3 separate regions of the Mus musculus genome follow, and all the other regions are linked to region 1. The links are chromatin contacts, called in public Hi-C and HiChIP or PLAC-seq maps. All regions are on one chromosome and are shown on one strand. The core of a region is the stretch at or near the end of the contact, and the rest is flanking DNA. Distances in the headings are between cores, read along the strand shown. Region 1 holds the start of Dctn6 (dynactin 6). Region 2 has its middle 60 kb from the start of Gm29243. Region 3 overlaps Gm33588 (a long non-coding RNA gene).

Region 1 (3,804 bases), core at 513-3,012:
GAAACACACATGCATGTGCAAGCAAGAACAAACATACACACACATACACATGCACTCACAAGTGCGAGTGTGCATGAGCATCTTTCTAAACAGCACCATCAACTGGGGTCTAAGTACTCAAACACATGAGCCTATAGGAGACTGTGTCATTCACACCACCAAAAAATAATATGAAAAAAAGTTTTTAATACAGCTATGCTGACTCTGTAGCTAAGAAAAAGGTTTTAAGAGATTCATGGAAAAATAGCAAGTCAGTGGTAAGAATGTTTAATGTATTATGAACTTCTTAAGTGGCACACAGCCTATTAGGCCAAAATCACATATACTTTTAAATGCTTAACAAAACAGCTTTGGATTTTATTTCTTAACAGTATTCTAACTGTTCTGTCTTGCTTTCTGTCGCTGTGATAAAGACCATGACCAAATGCAGCGTGGGGAGGAGACGGTTTATTCGCCTTACACTTCCTGCTCACCATGCCCAGGGAGCTCAGGGCAGGAACTATGACTGCTTACTGGCCCACTTGCTAAGTAGCTTTCTTAAATGGCCCAGGCCTACCCGACTGGAGATGGCTCTGCCCACAGTGGGATGGGCCTTCCCATCTCAATCACAGATCAAGACACTCACCCCGACATGGACGATCCTTCAATTGAGGTTCCCTCTTCCCAGATGACTCTAAGTTGTTTCAAGCTGACAGTTAGAACTCATCAGGACACTAACCCTAGAATTTCTACAGACCATCAAATGATAATGCATACCACAAAGTTCTTAGAGCAAAGTTTATTCCTGGGGCGTCACTGTTCTGACACCAGTATTCTCGATTCTGAGCCGAAAGTTGCCCAGAAACACCCTGTCTCTCTAGATCTTTGTCCTGTGATAACTGAATGCTTGCTTCCGGGGCGATCCACGCCCTCTTCTGGCTTGAGAGACAACATTCACACGCACACACCTTAACACCGATACATGCATATACATACAGCTGTATATGTATATGTATATCTCAAGACATTAATCCCAGGACAAAGGAGGCAACGGCAAATGAATCCCTATGCTTTTCTGTTATCCATGCGGTCTCTTTCCACCAACGGCTCTCACTGGTGAAGACTGTGACAGGAAAAGCCATAGTTGCCGGCCCTGGGCTCTCAGGCACTGACATAAGGATGACAGCATCAGTGTCTTCTTCCAGGCCTCCCTCTTCCTGATCAGAGGCAGGGCCGACGGTGCAGCCACCGCTGAGCAGCCTTCTCGCCCGCACAACCTCCCTCAGCCTCCCTGAGTCCCCCACGCAGCCCCAATGGAGTCTGCGCAGGCGTGCTGGGATGGGTGGGGGTCACGGAACAAACCCTCTCCGCCCCCACACCCCACGGACGCCAGGTATGGGATTATGGAGCCATCCACCTATACACCGTCTCAGTGCCCCCACGCCGCGACCAGAAACGGGTTCTGCCCCTGCGGAGGTGTTAACACGTACCTCTTTTGCGTCTTCTCCGCCATCGTCAAGCCCGGGTCTCAGGAAGAGCTGAGATCGATTTTTGCAGCCTGGCTAGAGCGATGATCTCTGCATGGGATTGCAGAGCCTGGCACGGCCTGGGAGAGGCGGGGCCTGAGAGACCCGCCTTCTGCTTTCCAGGTTCGCGCTTGCGTGCTGAGGATGGTTTGCTTTTCGGGGTTGGCTTGGCTTGCTTCGCTTCTGCCTCCTGGAAAGTCGTTTTTTCCACTTGACAGTGTTTACCAAGTCTATCCTAACCCCATCAGCCCTGATCCTTATCGTTAAGTTCACTCTACGTTTAACTTCCTCCCTAAGCCTGTCAAAATCTCTTTTGAACATCAAATCCAGTTTTTAAACGTCTCTTTACAAGCGCGCGCGTGCGCGCGTATGCGTGTGTATGTGTGTGTGCTTGGCTCTTCTGAGGCTTTGTCATCTCACGCTATTAAACTTTGAAGAAACCAAGCTGTCTTTCCATCTCCCAACTACTGCTACGTAGGACCCAGGTGGCATAATAAGGATTCATTCTGAGAAGCAAAACCAGCAGGAGATATGAATTACGAGGGTTTTGTTAGGAATTAGTTAGGGATCTGCTGTGCAAGTTCGAAACCCGTAGATCAAGCTGGGACTTTTTCATTTGGAAGGCCAAGCTGCTACCCACAGGTGGAATTTCTTCTTTTCAGGGGGGAAGTTTCAGTGTTGCTCTGAACCCTTTAAACTGATTGAATCTGGCCCACTCCTGGTTATCCGGGACAATCTGTTTCTTAATTAAGCAATTTCTAGTCACACCAAGAAATATCTTAAAGGGGGTGTGTTGGGGCTGTTGGCTCAGTTGGTACAGTGCTTGCTTAGCATGCATGAAGTCCAGAGTTCATTCCAGAGAGTCACACGAAACTGGCCATGGCAGAACCCACCCATAAACCCAGCCCAGGAAGGATCACAAATTCAAGGTCACCCTTGGTTACTCAGAGTTATGGCTCCTGCCATTTTCCTGGTTTTTATAGTGGTTGTTGTATTGTTTTAACAGTTTTTCTAGTGTGGTTTATTCTTTTTTATGATTTCTCAGAGGGACTTGTTTCTCTCTTCAATCTGAAAGATTCCTTCAGGTCTTCTGTAGACCTGGCTTAGTGGTAATGTGTTCTTTGAGTCTGGTTTTGTTTGTTTGTTTGTTTGTTTGTTTTTGGTTTTTGAGACAGGGTTTCTCTGTATAGCCCTGGCTATCCTGGAACTAACTCTGTAGACCAGGCTGGTCTCGAACTCAGAAATCTACCTGTCTCTGCCTCCGGAGTGCTGGGATCAAAGGCGTGCGCCACCACTGCCCAGCTTTGAGTCTGTTTTTGCAGTAGAAAGTGTTTATTTTTCCTTTAGCTAGAACACGTAGGTTTAGTGGGTGCAGTACCAGAGTACTTTCAGACTTTGAAATACATCATTGTGAGCTCTTGCAAGACGTTTAAAGTTTCAGCTGAACAGCCTACCTTCATTCAGAGGGACACACCTGTTCAGGTGATGTGGTGTGGTGATGCTCTCTTGCACTTTAAATACACTTTTTTTTTTCTTTTATGGTCCTCCATGTTAGTGTTTTAAATACAGTATGACAGGGGAGGTTCTTTTCTGGTCTTCCTGTCTAGTGCTTCCTGTATCTACTTCCTCAATCTCCCTAAACCTGTGGGGGCCTTTCCTGTCACAATTCTTTTGAAACTGTGTTCTAAGCCTTTAGGATAAGATTCTTCACTTCATATGTCTGTAGCCCACAGAGTTTGTCTTAGACTTTAGAGTAGATCTTGGAACTCCCATTTATACTTTTTTTTTTCTTTTCTTCTTATTTTTTAAAAGGTTTATTTATTTTATGTATGCGAGTATATTGTCACTCTCTTCAGACACACCAGAAGAGGGCATCAGATCTCATTACAGATGGTTGGGAGCCACTATGTGGTTGCTGGGAATTGAACTCATGACCTCTAGAAGAGCAGTCAGTGCCTGTCTTCACCTCTGAGCCATCTCTTCACCGTTGTCCTTGCTGAATTGCTCTAGTTCCTGCAGGTGTCTCTAAGATCAAACATTCTGTCCTCTCCTTGGTCTGTCCTGTCTCTGAGGTTTCCCACGGGGCTATTTGTGTTGGTGTTTTTGTTGTTTTGAGACAAGAGCCTCACTATGCATCCCTGGCTGGCCTGGAATTGGCAGTGTAGACCAGGCTGGCCTGGAACTCACAGAGACAGAACACACCTTTAGAAAGAAAAGGGTTATTTTGGCTTACGGATCCAGAAAAATAAGAGTATGTGACTGCAGAGGTGATGCAGGGCAGCAATTGGCGGACACACGG
Region 2 (3,804 bases), core at 443-2,942, 170 kb after region 1:
CTTTTACTTTTTTTTTCTCCTATCCTGCCTCTTTGACCTACCATGGGCATTTCTTGAGATCAGCTTCTAAATAAACCATAATATTCAAACAGTGAGCTAAGGATCTCTGTCTAAGTCTACCTCAGACCCCAGGACAGTGTTTAAAGCAGCAGGATGGCCCTCAACGTTCCCATCTTGTGTCCACAACTTCCCTGCCCCATTTAGGGGCTCAGCCCCCATGACATCAGTGCCAACAGCAGTGCCTACCTCCAGAGTACATGTCAAAGCTGTCCTTTTTCATCACAAGGCCAGTAGATCCTAGTGAAAAGAGACTCACTCCCATAATGTGAGTCACCCTGCTTGTCATTTTGCTGAGTTTGGCTCATGTGTAGTGTAAAGCCTCAAACCAGATTGAGATCTGAGTGAAACTAGGTCCTGTGAGCATCACACAGGGCCACAATAGGGGCCTAAGGATTCCTAGGCCGAGGCTTATTTGAGAGGCAGAACACCCTGGCTGAACATCCAGAACAACAGAATCTAACCACTCAAGATCTGCGATCTGTCATGACAGCTGCTCACACAGAACTCAGCATTTCATCCTCAATCTTTGCACAAATTCAATGGGCTATTGCTTCGAAATGGAACATATCTGAAACAGTAAGTGTAGTGGATAGGTTTTCTGCAAAAACTATTATAAGGGCGTGGTTATCACTATTCCCACATAAGTGGGAAATCTGCAAGCCAAATCTAACTTTTGGAAGCTATGGAATTTTCAGTGATTATGGTCCTTGGATTTTCAGGGTCTGAAATAAGAAGAGCTCTCCACCATGGAAATGGTTTCATTCAACTCTATTTTCAATTACTCCTGACCCAATTCTCCTGCTTTTCACAATGGAAGACATTGCTAAATGTTCTATTAATATGCTGCTCTAGACCCATTGCTCTAGACCCTGCTGTTCTAGACCCTGCTGCTCTAGATCCACTGCTCTAGACCCATTGCTTTAGGCCTGCTGCTCTACACCCTGCTGTTCTAGACCCCACTGCCGTAGATGCTATAGAACCCACTGCTCTAGACCCGATACTCTAGACCCACTGCCGTAGACACACTGCTCTGATTTTTGTCCTTGAGTTACTGGAACAGGCAGACTCCCCCTTCCTATTTCTCTGACCTTTCTCTAACTTATCTTCACTTCTAGATCTCTTTTCAACTGATTCACCCAACTCTATCTTTAGCCTTATATTTCTTGAACCAAAATTCCCATTTTTCAGGATGAGGTATTTTTTTTTCTCTTGGATATAGCTGACATGTCAAAAATCATTGGGTTTTACACAAAGTATATACTTTTCAAAAACTGCCTTGTCTTCTGGCCCACTGTGTCCATCTGTCATCAGAAAGGAAAAAAAAAAAAACCCTTTCTTTTTCTGCTTTTGGTCTTAAAAAAAGAATCGAAGGATTAGTTCTTGTAAATTTCCCTTTCCAGCTTGCACTGGTTTGTCTTTGTTTTCCGGTTTTGTTGCTTCTCTTCCTGTCCCACTTATCTCTAACTATTTTTACCTACGCACAGTTTCACTTTCTATCATCTATCCCACACACAATTTTTAGGTCAGTCCCTGTAATTCATAAATGGCCATGCCATTATTTAGCTCACCCACTACCACCACCTTTTGACATTGTAGCATGATGCAGTTATTTATAAAGTTCATGCTGGGGAACTATGCAATGAGTTACAAAAGAAAACACACACACACACACACACACACACACACACACACACACACACACACACACACGAGTCCCGTCATGGTTTAAGGACATTTAAGATTTAAGATTTATTCATTGGCTTTTCTTGGCCACAATTACCAACTACAACTGACCCTGAACTCCCTATTCTGGTGGCAGCAAAAGCCTAGAGGCTTCGGGCTGTTGTTCTAAGTCTCACTTTAGCTCCGTGACTCATTTGGTTTGTGAGCATGATAACTTCATTAGTCATCAGGGAAAAGGTCTGTTTGCTCCAAAACAAAGTATGAGAGAAATGACCAAGATACACTTCTAAAAGCAGACAGCCAAGGCTTAATAACAAAATAAATAAATGCTTTATTGTGGTGAAAGATTACCATGTATTACTAAAACAGGTTAAGCAGAAAAGGCAATATTGTGATATTGACAAGTATGTGCAGCAAGAAGGATTTTTATATGTACGTTTCTTACTCTGGGTTACCATTGCTGTGATGAAATACCATGACCAACAGCAAGCTAGGGGGGAAAAAGTTTATTTGGCTTCTGCTTTTGCATCCATCACGAAGGAAGTCAGGCCAGGGGCTCAATCAATGCAGGAACCTGGTTATAGGAGCAGAAGCAGAGGCCATGGAGGGGGGCTGCTTACTGGCTTGCTCCCCGTGGCTTGCTCAGCCTGCTTTCTTATATATCGAACCCCAGAACCTCCAGCCCAGGAGTGGCACCACCCACAATGCTCTGATCTCTTCCCTATTAACCACTAATTAAGAAAATACCTTACAGCTGGATCTCATGGAGGCATTTTCTCAATTAAGTTTGCTTTCTTTCAGATAACTCTAACTTATGTCAAGTTGATATAAAACTGGCCAGCACAATCCTTGTCTGTGAACAAGCAATTTTAGCCCCAGGCATATGATATTCAGACAGCTACCAAGATGCACACAAGAAGGCTCACATCAACACTGTTCACATTGGCCCCAAAGGTGAAGTGATTTCAAGGGCATCAGTTGTGGCATATCCACGCAGAGTAGAATTCAGCAGGAGAGAGAACATACTGTGTTCTGTGGATGAGTCACGTGATAAGATAGAACCGAGCTAGACACAGGGATCTACACTGTATGATTTCATCCTGGTCATATAAGAATATGGCCCAAGTGAATCATTGCTATGGTTACCCTCAGGGGCATGGCTGCTTGTCGTCTTCTAAGGAAGAGTGTAAGAGGTCTGTGGCCAGAGCCACGGTGACGGCTCCACCAGCATGGCTGCTCTGTTGGTGGGAAACCCGATTTTAAAGGGCGATCTTCCAAGGAAGGAAGCTTGGGTGAGAAAGGGCAAAATGGGAGAGGGAATTACATTATAGACAGTGGGTGAAAAGGGAAACTATGAACGAGATAAAATAACAAAAAGTAAGGCACGGCCAAAACAAAACAAACAGGAACCCTGTTAGTCTCACATTTTTACCATCTGTCAAGCAACTGAAATTAACCAGTCATCAAAATACTGCACCATTACACCAATGAACAAAAGGAACTTTTTACAGTTCTCAAAACCAGGACATGAGTTTATGCGCAAATCAACTGAAGAAAAACTCCATTCTTGAAGAACAACCATGAAGCAGAATAAAATTTTAGGTTTAATTGTCCACCCCACTGAGGCAAGATGGCAAGATAGCCCACTTAGGGCCCAAGATGGTCTGCAGTATATACCTAAGGCCCACAACTATCTGTAGCTTTCACTTAAGGTCCAAGGCGATCTACATTATCCATCCAAGATGCCCAAGATGGTCTTCAGTACTCTAACCAGGGCCTAAGATGGTCTGAAATATCTGCTTAAGGCCCAGCACTGGTGGAACAGGCCTTATTCTTGGCTCTGTGTGGGAGCTGTTTCCTCTTTTGCAGGTCCTTTGAGTCTGGAGCCATCTACACACAGGGTTCAGTCCTCTGATGACTGGGAGGGAGACCTGCAGATTTCGGTAGTTCTCTCTCAAGGTTGGAATAGTAGCAGGGAGAGGCTTAAAACACGATCACGTGTTTAGCAAATTATATCTTATATCTTGGGTATCCTAGGTTTGGGGCTAATATCCACTTATC
Region 3 (3,804 bases), core at 928-3,427, 130 kb before region 1:
CTTATCATTCACAGGTACACTGGGTTACTGTTCTAGCTGGGTTGGATGGTTTGTAGTTCAGTAGCACACTTCCATGCTACTGTAGCTCTGGGTACCCAGCATACTCCCAGGACTTAAGACATGCATAGTAACAATGTATTCAAAAATGAATAGATACTAGGTTCTCTCTCAATCTCTCTCTCCTTCTCTCTCTCTTCTCTTCCTCCCCTCTGTTCTTCCTTCCCCTCCTCCTCCTCTTCTTTGTCTTCTCTCCCTCCCCTCTTACTCTCCTTCCCTCCCCTCCTCTCCCCCTCCCTTCCCCTCCCATCTTCTTCTTCCTCCTCTTCCCCCTCCTCCTCTTCTTCTTTTTCTTCTTCTTCTTCCTCTCTCCCCTTCCTTCTCTTCCTCCTTCTCCCCTTCCCCCTCCTCTTCCTTCTCCTCTTCTTCTTTCTGTGTGTAGTCAAGTTGGTAGCAATGGCAGGGAAGGCAGTAATGACTGTGTTTTACAGGGTAGAGCTAGGAAAAGATTAAGATATTGTGTCCTTTTATTACAAGGGACATTTTCTTTGCCAGCGTGTTTGGCAAGGTGAAGCCTTTTCTGAAAACCTAACAACTGGTTCTAATTTTACACAGTAAGAGGGAACTATAACCCAAAGCTGTATATCCACCTGAAAGAGAGCCGTGTTCACTTGAGGAATATTTAATGCTATTTTGTTTGGTATCATTAGATACCACACACATGCTAATCACAACTACAATGGCTTCATCCTCCAGTACATGGGATTGTATGCAGGGGTAGGGGAGTGGGCAGGTAGGGGTGGGTGAGGAAGTTTCCTGGGGAAATGAGGAACAAGGTAATCAAGGGAGACCTCTTATTCTATAATAAACCATCTTGAGTTGGGGGTGATTAGTGGACATCCCCCCTTCTTTTTTTTTCAGATTTATTTATTATTATATATAAGTACACTGTAGCTGTCTCTAGACACACCAGAAGAGGGCATCAGATCTCATTACAGATGGTTGTGAGCCACCATGTGGTTGCTGGGATTTGAATTCAGGACCTCTGGAAGAACAGTGAGTGCTCTTAACTGCTGAGCCATCTCCCCAGCCCTGTGGACATCCCTTAAGTTCAGACCCAGGTAGCTGGGTGTAGTAGATTTTTAACCCCAGCACTTGGAAGGCAGAGGCAGGCCAGTTCTCAGCATTTCATGGTATAAGGTGTGGACAAATGGCAGTTAGAAATGTGCAATTAACAGGCCAGTTCAAAGGACATAGACAGATAGTAGGAGGAACTGATCTATCTTGAGGGCACATTGGGTAGGGCCTATCTGCAGTAAGAAGTGCAGAGATTCTAGAGCCAGGTCCAGCATCAAACCAGAGACATGCTTTTCTTAGAGCACTCTTGAGTCAAAGACAAAAGATACAAATGTATGTAAAGGAGAGCAGAAGGTACCAGGCAGAGATGAGTGAGGAACATGAAAAACTGTATGTGGGGTGGGGGTTAGGGTAGGGATATGTGTGTGCAGGGGTAGTGGAGTGGGAAGGTAGGGGTGGGTGAGGAGGAACAAGGTAAGCCAGGGAGAATCTCTTATGCTCTAATAAACCATCTTGAATTGGGGTGGGGTAGGGTGTCTAGTAGACACCCCTTAAATTCAGGCTCAGGTAGCTGAGTGTGGTCAGTCTTTAATCCTAGCACTTGGGAGGCAGGGGCAGGGGCAGGGGCAGGGGCAGGGGCAGGGGCAGGGGCAGGGGCAGGGGCAAAGGAATCACTGTGAGTTCAAAGCCAGCCTGTGCTATATAATGAGTTCTAGAACAGCCAGAGCTACACAGTGAGAGCCAGTTATCAGGGAGTCTGGGCCGTTTTTCTCTAGGGTTCTAGCACTGAGCACAAGGGGTGGGTACCAACTCATCCTGGTCTTTTAGGTACTTTCTACTTGTTTTTTTGTTGTTGGGTTTTTTTTTTTTTTTTTTTTTTCAGATGGTAAAGGAAGACACTACGTTTTACATAGCATGATGGGTTTCAATGTCTGCCTCGGGCATCACTTCTGTGCTGGTCATCCCTCATCTCCATCTCTACTCTTGCTCACACACTCACCTGCCATGACTCAGCTAAAATCCCTGCCTCTCCAGGATGGGAGTCATCACCCTGCTTTCTCTCATCTCAGCCTGCCCCGCACCTGTTGTGGCCACGCCCTTCGTCTCAGCCCTTTCCGAGCAATAAAGCATCCTTTCCTTCCCAGGGTCTCACTGCTCTCTGCAGCTGGCTAGGTTTGCAGTGTTTAGCATCAACACCGACTCCTGCCTCTCTTCTAGCCTTTCATCCAAGTTTCTAAGCACCGTTGTAGTCTCAGGTACTTAGGAGCCAGAGGCAGGAGGATTATTTGAATTCAGAAGTTTGAGATTAACCTAGATGATGTACTGAGAGCCTATCTCCATTAAAAAAAAAAAGTGTGTGAAGTGTGTGTGTGTTCCTGTGTCCTTGGTTTGATTTATAGATATTATGAATCTTATAGTTCTGTCTTCTCTTCCTGCCTACCTAATCGCTCTTCCTCTTTCCCTCCCTCATTCCCTCCCTCCCTCTCTCCCTCCCTCCCTCCCTCCCTCTTTGCCTCCCTCCCTTTCTTCCTCCTTCCTTCCCTCCAACTCTTCCTACTCACCTGCCCTTCTTTTCTGGTTTTTGATTTTATGAAAGAACATTTATCTATCTATCTATCTATCTATCTATCTATCTATCTATCTATCCCTTTTATTTGTATAAAAACAAACAAAGGATTTTTGAAAATGGAGACACACACCTAGGCAGGTTTGTACATTTGAAACTGGACTCCGGCAGAGTGTGGTTTCTAACTCCAGTGGAACAGAAGTGTTGGGCAGTTTGAAGTTGTTCTCAGATTGACTTCATACAGGTATTACATTCATAGAATAAAATAGCTTCATTAAAAAACCAAAACTAAAACCTAGCAGTGAGCACATGTGTCTTTTTGGAAAAGAAAACGTAGCCCTTTCACAAGTAAAACCCAGCCTGGCTCGCTGCTCTCTGCCTCATCCCCCTCTTACTGTTTTGAGTAATTTGCTTATAGAGGGTACATGTTAAATCTAACATTAACATTTTAAATCAGAGGACTACGTGGAGAGGGGGGTGGGGTGGGTGGGAGGGGATTGAAGGCAGTGGATTTGTTAGGTGTCAGCACACAGGAGTGAAGGCACACTTTAAATCAGTCACTAGACATTACTTTAGCAAAAAATCAAAATATAAGCAGAAGCAGGTAGATCTTGGTGAGTTTGAGGCTAGCCTGGTCGATGTAGAGAGTTGCAGGCAGCCTGGGCTGTGTAGTGAGACCCGATTTCAATATCAAACCGTGGTGCACACCTTTGGTTTTTTTTTTTTCAAGACAGGGTTTCTCTGTGTAGTCCTGCCTGTACTGCCTGGCTGTATTTTGATTTTCATTGTTGTTTGGTTTGACATAGTCTTACTATATAGTTCTGGCTACTTGGAACTCTCTATGTAGACCAGGCTAGCCTCAAACTAACCTACCTCTGCTTATATTTTGCTTTTGGTTAAACTTACATTTTATATCTTTGGCTAAAATTAGTTCAGGTAGCCAGATTTCCCCAGACTCAACACTACCTCCTTTCTCTTTTTATTTTGCTTTTGGAAAAGCCCCTGAAAGTCCATTCGTCTCTTTCTGAGTGTTTTAGAGACGGTGGAAACGATTCCTCTTCTTGGTTAGAATTAGCAGTTGCGTCCCACACTTGACTGAGACAGCTCTACTCACACATAGCTCTGCCCTGGGCTGGATGTGATCCCAGGTGGGAAGTTAGGCT

The links. A called contact is a pair of places that touch in the nucleus more often than the background predicts. HiChIP or PLAC-seq counts read pairs in DNA pulled down with a chosen protein or histone mark.
Region 2: a Hi-C map of muscle stem cells shows a contact between it and region 1, with 3 times the contacts expected there. The contact joins the enhancer-like site here to the promoter of Dctn6 in region 1. A contact is called at or near these places in 1 of 39 promoter capture datasets (pre-B cells), 1 of 484 Hi-C or Micro-C datasets (muscle stem cells) and 2 of 115 datasets of contacts at active chromatin or transcription factors (memory CD8 T cells and pancreatic cancer cells).
Region 3: an H3K4me3 HiChIP or PLAC-seq map of embryonic stem cells shows a contact between it and region 1, with 7 times the contacts expected there. The contact joins the enhancer-like site here to the promoter of Dctn6 in region 1. A contact is called at or near these places in 3 of 39 promoter capture datasets (HPC-7-derived erythroid cells, cranial neural crest and hematopoietic stem and progenitor cells), 2 of 15 datasets of contacts at CTCF or cohesin (CD8 T cells and embryonic stem cells), 8 of 484 Hi-C or Micro-C datasets (the G1E-ER4 cell line, differentiating embryonic stem cells, embryonic stem cells and 2 more), 14 of 115 datasets of contacts at active chromatin or transcription factors (bone marrow-derived macrophages, embryonic stem cells, extraembryonic endoderm stem cells and 3 more) and 3 of 9 other capture datasets (adipose tissue, liver and pancreatic islet).

What each region holds. Positions count from the first base shown.
Region 1 is chr8:34,106,950-34,110,753 of GRCm38.p6, forward strand. Dctn6 (dynactin 6) reads right to left here and starts at 1,763. Exons shown (of 7, transcript NM_011722.4): 1 at 1,470-1,763. The coding sequence starts at 1,492. It also overlaps a transcript of Mboat4 not described here.
Region 2 is chr8:34,274,614-34,278,417 of GRCm38.p6, forward strand. No RefSeq gene overlaps it. Among named protein-coding and RNA genes, the nearest start is that of Gm29243, 60 kb to the left of the region's middle. Within about 2 kb of position 1,693, at least 62 of the 459 cell types and tissues checked have an H3K27ac peak or open chromatin away from gene starts, as enhancers often do. A contact at or near this core is called in memory CD8 T cells, muscle stem cells, pancreatic cancer cells and 1 more, where this site is marked.
Region 3 is chr8:33,972,069-33,975,872 of GRCm38.p6, forward strand. Gm33588 (a long non-coding RNA gene) reads left to right here. Exons shown (of 2, transcript XR_378863.2): 2 at 1,958-2,436. Among named protein-coding and RNA genes, the nearest start is that of Gm33588, 9.8 kb to the left of the region's middle. Within about 2 kb of position 2,178, at least 14 of the 459 cell types and tissues checked have an H3K27ac peak or open chromatin away from gene starts, as enhancers often do. A contact at or near this core is called in differentiating embryonic stem cells and embryonic stem cells, where this site is marked.